Linked DNA regions of Mus musculus: region 1 is linked to region 2. Evidence: chromatin contacts called from public promoter capture Hi-C data. All regions are on one chromosome and are shown on one strand. The core of a region is the stretch at or near the end of the contact, and the rest is flanking DNA. Distances in the headings are between cores, read along the strand shown.

The links. Promoter capture Hi-C pulls out the DNA fragments that hold promoters and counts their contacts.
Region 1: a promoter capture Hi-C map of pre-B cells shows a contact between it and region 2, with 3 times the contacts expected there. The contact joins the promoter of Pacrg here to the promoter of Pde10a in region 2. A contact is called at or near these places in 1 of 39 promoter capture datasets (pre-B cells) and 1 of 115 datasets of contacts at active chromatin or transcription factors (embryonic forebrain).

Annotation. Positions count from the first base shown.
Region 1 is chr17:10,838,654-10,841,505 of GRCm38.p6, reverse strand. Pacrg (PARK2 co-regulated) reads left to right here and starts at 1,315. Exons shown (of 5, transcript NM_027032.2): 1 at 1,315-1,745. The coding sequence starts at 1,638. It overlaps Prkn (parkin RBR E3 ubiquitin protein ligase), which reads right to left and starts at 1,147. Exons shown (of 12, transcript NM_016694.4): 1 at 1,017-1,147. The coding sequence starts at 1,023.
Region 2 is chr17:8,800,287-8,803,428 of GRCm38.p6, reverse strand. Pde10a (phosphodiesterase 10A) reads right to left here and starts at 1,684. Exons shown (of 22, transcript NM_011866.2): 1 at 1,284-1,684. The coding sequence starts at 1,350.

The DNA.
Region 1 (2,852 bases), core at 66-2,565, 2.0 Mb before region 2:
AGCATCTTAGCTGCCTAGCATGACTCTCAAGAGGAAGAGAGGAGGGCTGCACACTTGTAACATTACTTTTATGAGTTAAAACAGACTCGGCTACTTTCACCGTGTAACGCATTTACTTCATAAATGCACCTCTCATCCATCTTCTAGACACATCTCAAATAGACCGACTTCAGATGTGCTTAGTGCGATACCTGTCAGGCATATATCACAAACAAGTTCACTACATCTTCAGAACATCACTTGGATGGGGGCGGCGAGTCTACAGTAACGAAACCTCCAAACGGGAATGTGCGCTAAATTATGCATTTATTTCTACTTATCCCGGAGGAGAACCCAAAACGTGGCTTCACATATAACATCTCTGTCAGGGAGGTCCTTTCCAATCTGCCTACTTCACACTGCTTAGAACAACCCTAGTGGCCACTTCCAAAGCTGCACTGGTCAAACTGCACCCAGTCACAAACTGTAGTGGGGGAAAAAGCCATCTTTGCAGTTATCTACTCGGCTAGTCTTTCGTCTCAGATCTCCGAGGACACATTTAAAAAGACAGAACTGAGGTGCGATCTCCACGAGGCAGATGCTTTCCTGAGATTTTCTTTAAGTCCTAGGGTGTGTGAACTCGCCCTGAAGTGAAGGACAGCTTGACCGAAACAGACCTGGGCTGGTCACCCCGTGGAGCGGCAGGGCGAGCCCCGCCGTCGGGGGTCGCAGTGGAGCACGCGGGTGTCCGTGGGGATACAGTCTTCAGCGAGCTAACCTTGGCTAAGGCAGGTTGGAAACTCATACCTAATGCTCTAGCACACACCGGACCAGGCTATGGGCGGGGGGGGGGGGGGGGGCGGGCCGAGGAAGCCCACAGAGCGGACGGAGCGCGGCACGCACGCCTCCGCCGTGACACTGACAGGTGGCTCGGGTCGGCCCCCGAGGATCCCACTCGGACCCGTGGGGTGTGACGTGGTGCCACACACGGACGCGGGGCGGCGCGGAGAGATTGTACCTGGCAGGCACCCACGTACCTATCATGGTCACCGGGCGGGTGGTGGCTGCGGGTCGAGAAGGACCTACGCGGGCACTGGCGCCCGCCCGAGCCTCCCACCAGCGTTTCTGTCAGGTTTAGTCATCCAGGCCTCCTCCCCCTTCCCCTCGCGAGCCAGGCGGGCGCAGTGCGCACGCGCAACCACCCGCCCCTAGCGCGAAGCCTGCTGGGAGGCGTAGTTTTAACCCGTAAGATTCGCCTCCGGCAGCTGCAACTGTCTTCGCTGGTAACCTTTTCCGGAAACGCTCGTCACGGAGGGGCGGGACTAGCGTCTCCTAATGTTGACTAATCGCTTAGCAACCGGGAGGCTTACACCTTTGGAAGCTCTTAGAGACTCTAGCCTCGGATCCCAGCCCTCTTCCCGCCCCTCTCCTCCCCTAAACTCCCTCCACCTTGGTGCTGCCAAACATCTGGATCTCCCTGGGCAGCACGAGGGGTTGAATTTCTACCACTAGAGCCTTTTAGAGTGTTTTCCCGACCCCCTGCTCACTTCTGTAAAAGCCACTGGTTTTTCTTCCACACCTCTGATAAGAACAAGACGTTTTCTAGGAAGAATGTGGTAGAAAAAGAGACCCTGACCTTAAACAAATGCCCAGACAAGATGCCGAAGAGGACTAAACTGCTGCCACAACAGACGTTCCAGGTGCACCAGCCTCGTTCCCTGGTTTCTGAGGGCTTCACAGTCAAAGCCATGATGAAAAACTCAGTCGTAAGTGATCTTCCTCGATTGAACGCACTTGCTCCGAATCAGGGGACATGTGGTTGTAGAGGATGACAAGCCCTGGGTCCTGGTACTGTTTACCAGAACTGGCAATGACTCGGTCAGTAGCAGACTCTGCCCGACAGTGTGCAGAGATGTAGGCTAGGTGGTTAAAGAACCTTTGGGGCAGGCGATGTACTGAGTTAGCGTATAAGCACCTTCTTGAGCAAGTGTGCTTTCTCCACTACCCCAAATTACACTTAAGCTGTTTCACTGGTAAGGGGGAAAAAAATCCTTATCTTTATTGTAAACTTAGTCCACTCAGTACAAGACCTTCTGGAGTGAATGCTCTTAGAAGTCATAGGCTTTCAAAATTTAACACGAACCAGTATGAGACACATAAACTCATCAGTAATATATACTAATTTATCTCATCTGGGACATTTTAGAATGCCTTAGCATTTACTCAGCAACATTCTGACAAAAAAAAAGGTATTAACCTGTTAAAGTATTCAAAAATTACTTATGTGAAGACTGGTTCCTGATAGGCCTTTTAAATACATTTTAAACAATATAAGCTCTATTTCAAGTGTCTCTAATAATACAAGCCCTATTTCATTTTTATGAGTTGTGATAATACAAATAAAATATTCTTAACACGAATAGGGGAAAATATTCAAAGGCACACAAACGGTTTAGCTATATGCCTAATACTGCTTTTCAATCTTCTTGTTTATTAAATACCATATGATTTGGTATGCTAAACCATGTTTGTCTACTGAGTGGGCACCTGTTTAGGAGTGTGAGAGATTTAATACTAAATGTAGTTTTCAATTTTGTACAATTTACACCCTGAGAGGATCTTATTATACAGCAATTCAATATATTAGCTTAATAGTGTTCTTCGTTGTCCCACTATATTTCTACTTATATATTGCAAATCTTATACATACCACTTAGAGGACACAAATGAAGTAGATTACCTGTAGACTTCCAGCTTGGATTCCTATGTTGCTATTGTATATTGGTTGATCTATAGTAGTTATAGAGTGTAAAAGCAAACTGCAGAGTTACAGGAAACAGAAAAGGTGCATCTCTATTCAGTCCTTAACAGTT
Region 2 (3,142 bases), core at 435-2,934:
CTGCGCGGAGGTCCACTCCCGTTAAGGAGTGAGTGGTACTTAGGAGCAGTAGCAAGAAAGCTCATTTACAACCTGGCAGCTTCTGCCTGGAGAAAGCTAGGCAAAAAGCGCGGCTTACCAGCGAGAAAGCAGACAAAGGCTCGGTGCGCACGCGGTGGACTGTGGCACCAAATCCACGCTCAGGGTGGAGCAGATGCCCGAGTCTCACAATTTCCCACGGATGTGCCCTCTCAGAGCACAGACTCTCCCACCAGGTCCCGCCTGGTCCCTTTCCCGCCCCGGTGTTCTGGTCCTCACCCTGCTCACCCTCCATCCACAACAGCAGCGACTCCCTCCTCTGCGCGTCTGGAGCTTCTTTCCTAAACATCGTCTGCCTGCCTGCCTGCCTCCTTCCTTCCTTCCTTCCAGTGAAGCTGCTTTTGACTTCTTTGCTCAATCTTGTCCCCCTCCCCCTATGACACGCCCTCTGTTGCCCCTGCCCCAGAAGGCTTGCAGACCTGCACCCGGGAGGGGCAGGTCAGAAAGGTCATGCTACAGTTGTCCCGCGGGTCCGAAGGAACCAGAGGTGCCTTTTTCTTCTATGCTAACGCCCCATTGTTCCTTGGCTTTCTTCACCCACCCTTGCACCAGCTCCCCAGAATCTGCGTGAGGTGGGCTGGGGGGCGGGGGGAAAGTGCTGCGTCCTTTTCATGAGGGTGGGTGCACCCAGCTCCATACCACTGGTCCGCGCGCCAGAACACAGTCACTGCAGGCTCGGGCACAGCCCTCCTTCACATTTGGAATCCTGGGCTTCCTGAGCCTTGCCTATCCCCATGGCTGCGTCAGGAATCCAGCGGTTTAGATCCCCAGGACCCCCCCAGTGGAAGGAAGCATATATACTCCAGTCAAGTGATCACAGGCTAGAGAGAAATGTAGAGTAATCGGTGACAAACTTGATGGTCTAAATCATGAGTCGGGTCAATGTGGCCAGGGACAGCTCTAGGAAGCAGGTTAGTTTCTAAACGTCCGGCTCCAACACCCTCCGGGTCACGCTTCCTCTGTGCGCACGCCGGGCTGGGGAAAGCCGGGTGTCCCTACGCTGATGGGCGGTCCCGAACGTCCCTGAGGTGCCACCAGCTTCCTGAGACCCACTGGCCAATATTGGTCTGGTACACACACACACCTTGCAGACTACCCACTACCGTAGCAGCTCCCTCCCCACCCCACGATCTGAACCCCCGATTTGTCCCCACCAAGCCAGAAAACCACCCCGGCCACGGGGAACGTGGGGCCGGGCCACTTACTGGGGCTGAGGAAACACTCGGTCAGCCTTCGGAAGCAACTCGCATTGTTAGAGGGTCCATCTTCCATGTCGGAGCCGAAGGGCAGCGGCCAAACGGTGGCAAGGGGGAAGGCGGCGCCTCGGGGCCGCCAAAGAGTTCGGCCACCGGCGGCAGAGCCGGGGCCGAGGCCAGGGCAGCCCCCGCCGGCGCCCGGAAAATCCGAGGAGTCCGCGCGGCGTGCACCCGGGTGTAGGGGAAGCCGCGGCGGCGGAGATGGCCGGGGCCCGGCGCGGGCAGGGAGCAGCAAGCCTTGAATCGCAGGCGAGAGGAAGAGCCGCCGCCGCCCGCCGCTGCCACCGCTGCTGCCACCGCTGCTGCGGTGACTACTGCCTGGGGGGACGCTCAAGGGAGCTGCCTCTTGTCCTCCTCCTCCGCCGCCGCCGCCAGCATCGCCGCCGCCGCCTCCTCCTCCTCCAGCCGCCGCTGCGCCCTCCCTTCTCGGGAGACGCGCGGGGAGGTGGAAGGCAGATGAGGAGGGGACAAGAGGGGGAGGGGGGAGGGGGGGCGGCGGCCAGAAGTACCAGGAAGATGAAAAGGAGGAGGAGGGGACAGGGGAGGAGAAGGCAAGCGCCCAGGGAGCACGGGCCGCCACCCAACCACAGCCTCCGGCACGGAGAGCGGAGAGGGCGCTGGGGCCCCCAGTGGGGCTGGCGTGGCCTGCGGGAGACAGGGACCGGGACAGGGGCGGGGGCGCCGCTAGCTCCTCCCGGCTGCAGCCAAGCAGCTCCCGGGCCAGGCTCAGGCCCACTGTACTCCGCCCGCTGGCCGCGCCGCACCGGGGTTCCAGAGGGACTTGGACACGGCCGGGCTCGTCCCCAGACTCCCGCAGTGGGGCCTGGGGGTGGGGAGCGAGCCGCTCCTCCGGGCTAGCCATGGCCCTCCTCCCCAGCTTGCAAGGGGGGCAGGCGGGAGGGCGCGGCGGCCCGGACTCTGCGGGCTCCGCCCCCGCAGCACCGGCCCTCCCCGCGACGCTGCCCAGGCTCTGGTCCGGTCCGCCTCTCGGGTCTAGGGTGCCTCTCCGGCCCGGGGGTTCACATCGTGTTCCCTTTGGGATTCAATAGGACCGCGGGCGGGGGGACGAGTCCCGATCGCTGCGCCGGGGTGCGGGCTGGTACGCACGATCCGCGTCCTTCCCGGCCTGGCGAGGCTGCCGGGACGCTGCCTGCGGGCGTGGCGTGGTGTGTGCAAGCTCCGGCCGGCGCCTGAGCCGCGGCGGCTGCTCCAGAGCAGCGGAGAAAAGCGCCGCAGTGCTGCTGCCCGTGGAGGCGGCGGTGGTGGCGGCGGCAGAAGACGCCCACTGGCGGAGCAGGCGCTCCCCGAACCGCCACCGCCCGCGCCCACGTTGCGCGTCCACTGGAACTCAGGTCCCAGCACCCTGGCACTCTGCGTGTGGTGTGTGCCCCTGGCCCGCTAGTCTCCCTGGAGGTGGCACATCTGGATCTGGCGTTCCAGATGCTAAACCCACAGCCTAGCCTCTGTTCCAGCTGTGTGCAAACCACATCCGCCTGTGGGCGGGTGACCTGAACCAGGGAATCCTCTCTCCAGCCCCGCAGTATCAACAGAGAAGGCTTTTGGTCAGAGCTCCTGGAGGGGGGGATTCAAATTTGGACATTTAGCAAGTTTAAAATCAAGGCAGAGTTCCCATTAGAATGTCTCAAAAGGCGGTTCTTTCCGGGACTGCCTTGCCAATACCCACTTTAAAGCGAACTTTAGGTATGTCAGCCCACTTTGTCCTGGTGGGTCTGGAAGATAGAAGGAGCAAACTAGGGTTCGCACACAAAATGTAAAGAGTTCATTGCTTTAAAACCCAGAGACCATCT